Regions from separate parts of the Mus musculus genome. Here region 1 is linked to region 2. A link is a contact called in public promoter capture Hi-C data. All regions are on one chromosome and are shown on one strand. Each heading gives the region's core, a stretch centred on a gene start, on an enhancer-like site or on the middle of the called end of the contact. The rest is flanking DNA. Distances are from core to core; before and after follow the strand shown.

Region 1 (4,307 bases), core at 1,025-3,524, 870 kb after region 2:
CAAGCGCTTGTCATCCTTGTGTGTAGATCCCTCTAGGGACCCACTGGAGGGCAAGGAGGCAATGACGTTTCTTCTTAACCTCACAGTGGTGTACACTGGGTTCCGTTACCTTATGTTTGTACTGGGGACTGAAACTACAGCCTTGAGCATGCCACACAAGCATTGCACCACTGAGCTATCTCCCTGGCTGCTACTTGATTGTTTGTTTGGTTGTTTTTTTTTTTCGAGACAGGGTTTCTCTGTGCAGCCCTGGCTGTCCTGGAACTCATTCTGTTGACCAGGCTGGCCTCGAACTCAGAAATCTGCCTGCCTCTGCCTCCCAAGTGCTGGGATTAAAGGCGTGTGCCACCACTGCTCCGCTTGCTACTTGATCTTTGACGGTGACTTCTGCCTAGCCTTAGCACCCACTACAAGACAAAGCTGGCCCTAGAAGCTGGAAGTATACAATGGGTGTGATGTAGCTCTGGACTTCTTGAAGCTTATGGTTCACAGGGGGTGACAAATAGGACCCCTTGATTGAGGGTGGCATGTTATAGAGCAGGCAGGTAAGCACAAGAGAGGATAAAACCATGTAGGGGAGCCCCTGGCCTCATCTCCACGGGATGTGGTATAGACCCAGAGCCCTAAGGGAATTCTCATAGAACCATTAGTCACTGAGCTAGGAGGGTGAGGCAGGGGAGAGAGAATACTAGAACGCTGCAGCCCAGCTCGAGGCCAAAAGGAAAAAAAAAAGGTTTCATGAGAGATTATCAAAAGAACAAATGGTTTAACAAGGGCGGACGTAAGCTGGAGAAAAGGCAGCTACACATCCCCAGTCAACTCTTCTTCCATTCATCAAGTTGTCCCGAGTGGCGAGATATGGTTGCCGGGCACAGGAAGCACAGACACCTCCCAGTTTCCAGATCTCCAAGTCTGCCTCTGCTGGGCCTCTCAGCCTACCCTGCCCTCTCGGCCAACGAGCCACCTCCTTGTTGCCAGGAATCACGTGAAGGAAGCAGTCGGGTGTGAAAATATACAGCGCTCACAAACAACGGACATCACGGGCAGGGGTGGCAGGCTGTCTATAAACATATGCCAACCCATATAGAGACCAGATGTACAAACTCACTGGTGGTCCACAGCCAAGCCTCATCTTACCCTCAAAGCTCCAAGGGAAAATAATGCTTGAATTAAATGTATCAAGCCAAATACTTTTGTGTGTGTGTGTGGGGGGGGGGGGTCTCCCAGGGCCACAGGATGGTAGGAAAGATCCTTGCCCAACTCCTGCCCATTGGGTATCTTCCTGTTCCTCTCAGGAGAGAGGAGTTAGCCCCTGGGTCCTGGGAAGAATGGCTTTTCTCTCTTCTAGTAGTCAGTAACCTGCTGCCCACAAGCAGGGACCTAAGCAGACGGTGGCTCTTGGTCAGCTTCCCCCGCTGAGCCCAGCCGCTGAACCGTAGGCCCCTTGAGGCGGAACGCCCCATGTCTTCAATTTGCCAGTAGAACAAACATCATGGAGAAGGTTGTGAAAGAGCCACTCAGAGCCCCGCTCCACAAAGGACTAGAGCAGAAAGCATGGTGTGCTTAGCCTGCCCCTGCTCCCGCACCCCCATTGCCTGCTGTCCCCTGGAGCTAGGCTTTGGAGAGAGGAAGTGATGATGACCAACCGTGCTCTCTCACTACCATCTTCCCTTCCAGGCCGGCTTCACCCCATCACCGTGTACCTGGAGCCGCTGCCAGCTGAGCATCCAGTGCGCAGCTTTCTAGGCTAGGCCAGTGGCCATGATCCTTCCTGCCCCTGGGAGGAGAGGTGGGTGACCCCTCCATCCACTGTTTCCCCTTCTATCCCAGAACTCCTCCTGACCTGAAAAACAGTTCCGTAGCCGGGTTCTGGATTGAAGTTTAACAGAGACAAAAATAATTCTCCCGAGTGAGCTATTTTCTGCCCGGCTTTTGGAATAATAGCTCAGGGTGACAGGCAGTGGGGGGTAGAAGCTGGCCATGGGCCACCAACCTCTTAGGCCCTTTTCACAAGCCCACTGCCTACTGCCTCTGAAGCCAGGCTTTAAAGAGACGTAGCAGCTCAGTAGTCAGCAGAACCCAGTCGTGACTGTCTATCAGCACCTGCTGCCACCTGCCACCACCTGTAGACTGGGTACAAAGTGACAGTCCGGCCCTGTGGGAGCCAGGGATGGTAGGTCTCCATGCATAGCTCTTGCTCCTACAAAGAGTCTCAAGTAAGCTCTACAAATCTCACATGACCGTGGAATCGGCTGAGATAAAACACTTCCAAATGTGTAATAAAAACCGCCAAGCTCCATCTGTAGGAACGTTAGCTGTTGCTTGACTATGATTCTCCCAGGCACTGAAGGGGAGGACCAGATCTCAGGAAGAAGGCAGCAGCGAAGAAAGACACGTTTAAGGATCAGAGGAGCGTGGTCAGCTCTCTGCCGGCTCTCTGGAGCGCCAAGACCAGCTGGGGAAAAGCTGATGCAGAACAGGGCTTGGGAGTGGAGCTCAGTGCTGGACCACAGAGTCCCAGGTTCAATCCCCAGCCCCAGGCTCAGGCACAGAGGCCCTTTGTAGTGTATGCTGAGCAGCAGGTTTATAACAAAGCTCCATTGTCTGTGTGGTTTTGTTTCATTTTTGCCTTGCACCTCTTTCTTTAACTGTTTTAGCTCCTTGTGGTTTCACTTGCTGCTTTCTTTGTTTATTTGTTTGGTTGAGACAGTATCTTATGTAGTCCAGCCCGGCTTCTAAGTCCCTGCATAGTCAAAGATGACCTTGAACTTCTCATCTCCTGCTTTCCTTTCCCACGTGGTGGGATTACGGGTGTGTGCCACCAAACCCAGTTTATGCCATGCTGGGGAGTCAAACCCAGGGCTCTGGGCATGCTGGGCGAGCACTCTACCAACTGAACCACACCCCTGGCCTTGTTAGCTTTTTAAAAACTTTCTCTTGATGACTTTCTCTCTGATGCTCATGGGGGACCACTGACTAGAGAGATAGAACAACAGGGAGGGGGAAATGGAGGGACTCCAGGTGTCACCTGAACTCTCTCCTGATCGCTCACCACAGACAGGGGGGAGGGGAGGGTCTAGCCTCTACTCCTCTAGGGAGCGGCTTTCTCTGACTTGCTCTGTGCAGCACTCACTGTGGAGAGTGCCAGAGAGCCCAGAGGACCTCCTGGCCCTGAATTCTGTTGCTTATGCCCCTCACCCACAGAGATTGCAAGTTTTAAAAATTCATTATCAGCTGGGTGGTGGCGGCCCACTCCTTTAATCCCAGAAACAGGCAGATCTCTGTGAGTTCAAGGCCAGCCTGGTCTACAGATTGAGTTCTAGGACAGCCAGGACCACACAGTGAAACCCTGTCCTGAACCTTGCATCTGACCCCCCCTACCAAAACAAAAATCATTATCTTTAAAAACAGAGAGATTTCGACTGATAGAAAGTGCTCGCCATGCGTAAGTACCAACATTTGGATCCTTAGCATTCATAAAAGCCAGCATGGTGGGTGTTGAGCTTGTTAATCCTGGAGAGGAATCAGTCAGAGATACGTCTCAGCCAAACAGGTGTAGGAGGGACAGAGGACGACACATGAGCGTGACCTCTGACCCACACACATGCACGTGCACACGCACACACACAACCCCATTCCCCATGTGCACTGGAGAAAAAAAGGAAGAGACAGGGAGAGGTGGGTGGGTTTTACTTAAAAACAGAACCAAACCCGCACACTTCATATCTAGCATGTCCAGCTTGCTATAAAAACCTAATTGGATCATGAGGCCACACTGGGCTGTGGCTCCAGCAACACCTTTGCAGGCCTACTGTGGGCCCCATCTGAATACCAGCCGGAAGTCCTTCAGTCTCTCTCACCTCCAGCTTTACTCTCTGGCCTTGGCCCCTGCACCACCCCGAAACACAGCTGAAAGGGCAGTGGCTCTGGAGCCAGCCTACCTGGCTGGGCCCAGTCCCTAGTCCCTCCCTTGTACTGGCTGCCCTCACAATCTCTCTCTCTCTCTCTCTCTCTCTCTCTCTCTCTCTCTCTCTCTCTCTCTCTCTCTCTCTCGGCTCCTGTTTCCTTATCTACGAGATGAGAGAAATCACAGTCCACACCTTCTAAATCAGTGAGGCGTCCATGGGCTAATTCGGGCCAACTGCTTAGTCCCGTGTCTGGCACACGGCGCCTGCTCAGTCACTTTAGGTGCTGGTGACTGTGCCCAGTGGGTATAATCGCTGTGGAAGATTCACCTAAATGTCAGCCTGGGCTTTAAAGGTAGCGTAACCGTGCAAAGAGCTGTCCTTCTCTGGGCCTCTGTGGCT
Region 2 (4,366 bases), core at 334-2,833:
CTCTATCCATAGAGAGCGAATGCCTGAATGGGGAACAGGAACTCTGGCTTTGGTGGCAAATAGCACCAGGTATAAGCCTTGGTCAAATTACCTAACTGACACCCTCCAGAAAAAGGGGGGGAGTAATATCATTTACCACAAAACTAGCATGATGAGAGTTTAAGTATGATGATGTTTGCCTAAGGTTAACATGTAGGCGGTCCTCAATACACTCGATCCCTTCTCCTTCTTCCAATAATCAGAATCCCACGGATGCTTTAATCTGCATTTGAACATATATACTAGCATGTGAACTTTATCTTAGACACCCTGAAAGAGGGCTTCTTGTTCTCAGAACTCTTGCAAAGCTTGTAAGTGAGGTAGGGAAAGAACTTATTTCTATAGTACTCTTACTGTATATAAATGATTCTCTTTGGAGAAGTGATATGTCCCATAAGACAGTTTGAGCCCTCAGCTCCCAATCATGATTTCAACTATTGCCAGGAAACAGTGACAAAAGGTATAGTCCATTTTCATCTCTGAATACCCAACTACCGACCTGGTTTAAAGGAACTTACAGTGACAAGTGCAATTTAAACAGCCTTAGAACATTAAAACCTGAACTACTTCAGATCAGTGGTATATATCACAAAGCAAGCATCTCGAAACATCTTGGTCACATGGTTGCTGCCAAAGTGTAACCTCCCGTTAGTAACATAAACAGACTTCAGCGTGAAAGTGTTTCACCCTGGCATCCAGCAACTCATTCCTTCAGCAAGCGACATCCAGAATGGAAGGGCAAACCGAAAACTTTGGAAATCACAGAGAATGGCTTAAGGCACAGCCCTGAACTCAAGGAACTTACCCTATTAATGAAAACAGATTGGAAACAGAAAGCTTTTACATAGAGTTACAACAAACATCTTTGCTATTATTCTCTGACTAAACACTTGCTGAAATAATCAGCCAATCGTGGCATGGGTAAGAAAGAAAAGAAAAATGCCTGCAAGCACCAGGGTTGAGAAAGCTCCTTTCTGTAGCTCTAAATCTTGCTCCTTGGCTCAGTACTTGGCAACTCAATTTACTGGATGCTCACTAGATGCAGATAGTCTTCAACCTTGACCCCCCCCCTCCCCACCCCTCACCTCACAAGTCTTAGTTCTTTATCCCCTTACTCAGGTCCAATAAGAACAGCGCCTACCAGTCTATGAACATTTATTAAGAATGCATCCACCTCATTGTCGCCCCAGATCACTAATCTGGCATAATATCCCCATGACTTTCTTTAGCGACTGTGGTTCACAGAGTCACTGGGCATCTTGTCTCTCCCATTGCCACCTCAGAACCTCATCACGTGTTGTTTCCCCTGCATAGAACTCTCCTCCCTGTACTCCTAAGGAGGCATCCAGGGCTCAGCTAGGGCCACCTGAAGGAATTAAAAGCCATGTGGCCGGGAAGCGCCGCTGGGACTCACACATCTGAAGGAGCGCTCCCATGTTGCTCCCATGTTCTCGGAGCACTGCTCTCCTTGCCCTCTCAGGACTCATCTGTGCTTACACTTACACTTGTGTGCTAATTTGACAAATGGCCACCCACCTAATCACCTCATGGGATGGAGTGGGTGTCACGTTTGTTTGCAGGCTACATACTCCTAGCATCTGGCACTGTGCTGTTATATTCTGCAAACACCAAAGCAACTTGAAATTGTGTTCATTACAGGCTTGCTGGTTTGAGGCATGTGGCGAGGGAAGGTGGGGGTGTGTACCGAGGAATGACACTAATACCTCAAAATTAAGCAGCAAGTTTATCTTGATCACCAAGAGAAAAAAAAGCTACACTGACCCCCGCCCCCCCCCCCCACACACAGACACACAAATGCTGTGAATGCTTCTAAAAGTCGGATTTTTGACATAATTCCTTCAGCCTTTCTTTCCATTGTATGGAAATAGGCTAAACAAACATCACAGGCAGAGCTCAGCACCTCAGGTCCCATCCACTATGGTGCAGATGCAAAGTCAAAGTCAAAGCTTAACTATCATGTTACTGTTAGGGACAAATGGCTGAGGTACCTATTTAACATAACAAAGTGGATGCTGGCTTCCAAGTTCTCCCTGCATCCCTCAGCCCCCAGTTCCTACCAGTTACAGGGTCTTCCTGGCTGGCATAACCACCTTCTACCCTGAACTCTCCAGCCCAGGGGCTGGGCTGCTCTTTTCTATATAATCCAACCATTTTGTTTGCCTGCTGTCTGTACTTTGGGCCTCCTGGCTGCGGCACCTTGTTCCCTTCTGTCCCCTCTCTAAACTGTCTCCTCCACCATACCAGGGTACTTTCCAGTTCATTCAGTGAGCAGACTTTCAATTTAGTGCATGTATTAGCAGGTGTCTCAAGCAGCAAACCCCCCCACACGCAGACCCTGGTTATTGAACGTGTTGGGATTTCAACCTTTGATCTGCCGCTAAGAAGCTCTTGGTGGGGGAGTTCCTCAAAATGAGACGCTTCTCAAATGCTGTACCTGTGGCTCAGCACCAACCCAAGACCTCAAAAATGGTAAACAAAACTGTCCCGAGTCTGACCCTGGAGGGGTGACCTTCCGAGAGGACGGCAAACATTTGTTCTGCCTGATAAGTCAAAGTGAAGGGGAGCTAGTGACGTCAGGGTGAACTTTCCACCACCGCCATTGGTCTGGTCCTTCAGACCATCTCAGTGTTGACCAGTCTACTCCAAAAGCCTGGCAGAGGCGGCTGACAGCCAACGTGGCAGTGACCCTTGGGTTGAGCAAGTGGGTAACAGCAAACCCGTGCAACTCAAAGGCGAAATATCTTCTATCCCAAGAACTGATTTCAAGTCACATCGAAAATGTGCCTCCTATAAATGGCTATAGTGTTGGCCTGAAAACGAATCTGATATTACCTCCATGTGAAAGTGCCTTCATGTCCCCAATGATACAGTCCTACTCAAAGCTTGATAGCAAGACAGACTGGTCATCCAACTCACTGTTTGTCATTGAAACATGGAGATATTTTGGGACTGGAGGAGATGACTCACGTCAGAAAGTGCTTATTGCACAAGCATGAAGACCTTAGTTTGATCCTCAAAAAAAAAAAAAAAAAAAAAAAAAAAAAAAAAAGCCAAACATGGTGGTGGGTGTCTGCACTAAAGAGGCAGAAGACAAGGAGGCCCTTGGGACTTACTGGTTATCTAAAAGATGAGGTAGCTTCAGGATTTTCTAGCTCCTTTTATCCCATGCTTAGACAAAGCTTAGAGAGAACACCTACAAAGAATGAGAACTGTTGATAATCAACAGCCCGTGCTGTGGCTTTGTCCCCCCCCCCCCAAGGATTAGACGCTTAGCCACGTGAGAGAGGGCATGTGACTGTCACCCCAACAGAAGTACTGCTATGAGTTTGAGGCCAACTGGGTGCAATCTAGACCAGCGTGGGCTGTTGTGCGAAACCCTGTCTCTAAACAACAAAACAAAAACACGAAATGCTTGCTAATGGTAAAAATAGCGGAGCATTCATAAGACTGGAGTCCACTTGCTTCCTTACAGATTTTTTTTTTCAGAAGACACAGTTATCTTAAGCAGAAACCCACAACTAATCTTTAGTCCTTATTTTCCCATACAATAGCCAGCTTACCAGACATACAGGGACGCATAGCATACGTGACCTTGTCAGGGGAAAACTCTTTATGAAACTCAATTAAATTAGTGATGTCTAAGAACTTGCCATGACTGTGAATACAGCAGACTCCCAGACGTCTACGTTCTATAACAGACTCAAGGCCACCTCTGGAGACACCCTTTTCTTTTTCTCCCCCAAAATAAATGATTTTCACGTCCTTTAAACCAACCTAGATATTAAAAATAACCATCTGAACAACTTTTGACACATTGTAAAACACAGTTTAAAGAAACCCTTAAAGTCTGACTATCACAACCCTAAATGATACCCTCATATTTTTTAAGTACCATCTAGAAATAATTTAATCATAAGTCTAGACTGGAGGGTTTTGCATTACAAAAGAATTGTAATCTTTTTAGAAAACCCGTTGAACTTGGTTTAAGTTCTTCGGAAGGTTCATTGTAAACCACTGGACAAGGATATGGACTATTTCTTGAGTTGGGGATTTTCCCACTGGGTTAAAACTCTCTTGGTTTTGCTTTAGTCTCTATCACCAGTTTCTCAATCAGATGTTCAATATATGAATGTGTAAAACCTCCGCCCACTTGGCCATTTTGAGAACCACTGTTTCTAGTCTGCCAATTTGAGATCTTCAAAACTTAAAGTCCTATTTATATTTATTCGGGTTCTTATTGTGATTTTGCTCTTTTAAAAAGTGTTTTTTTTTTTAAATTGTCAATTAAAAAGATGAGGGAGACAAA

The links. Capture Hi-C pulls out chosen DNA fragments and counts their contacts.
Region 1: a promoter capture Hi-C map of pancreatic islet shows a contact between it and region 2. The contact joins two enhancer-like sites.

What each region holds. Positions count from the first base shown.
Region 1 is chr15:97,895,082-97,899,388 of GRCm38.p6, forward strand. The region is part of intron 1 of Vdr (vitamin D (1,25-dihydroxyvitamin D3) receptor); the gene reads right to left. Among named protein-coding and RNA genes, the nearest start is that of Vdr, 11 kb to the right of the region's middle. Within about 2 kb of position 2,275, at least 25 of the 459 cell types and tissues checked have an H3K27ac peak or open chromatin away from gene starts, as enhancers often do. A contact at or near this core is called in pancreatic islet, where this site is marked.
Region 2 is chr15:97,026,203-97,030,568 of GRCm38.p6, forward strand. All of the region lies in intron 1 of Slc38a4 (solute carrier family 38, member 4), which reads right to left. Among named protein-coding and RNA genes, the nearest start is that of Gm32840, 16 kb to the right of the region's middle. Within about 2 kb of position 1,584, at least 6 of the 459 cell types and tissues checked have an H3K27ac peak or open chromatin away from gene starts, as enhancers often do. A contact at or near this core is called in pancreatic islet, where this site is marked.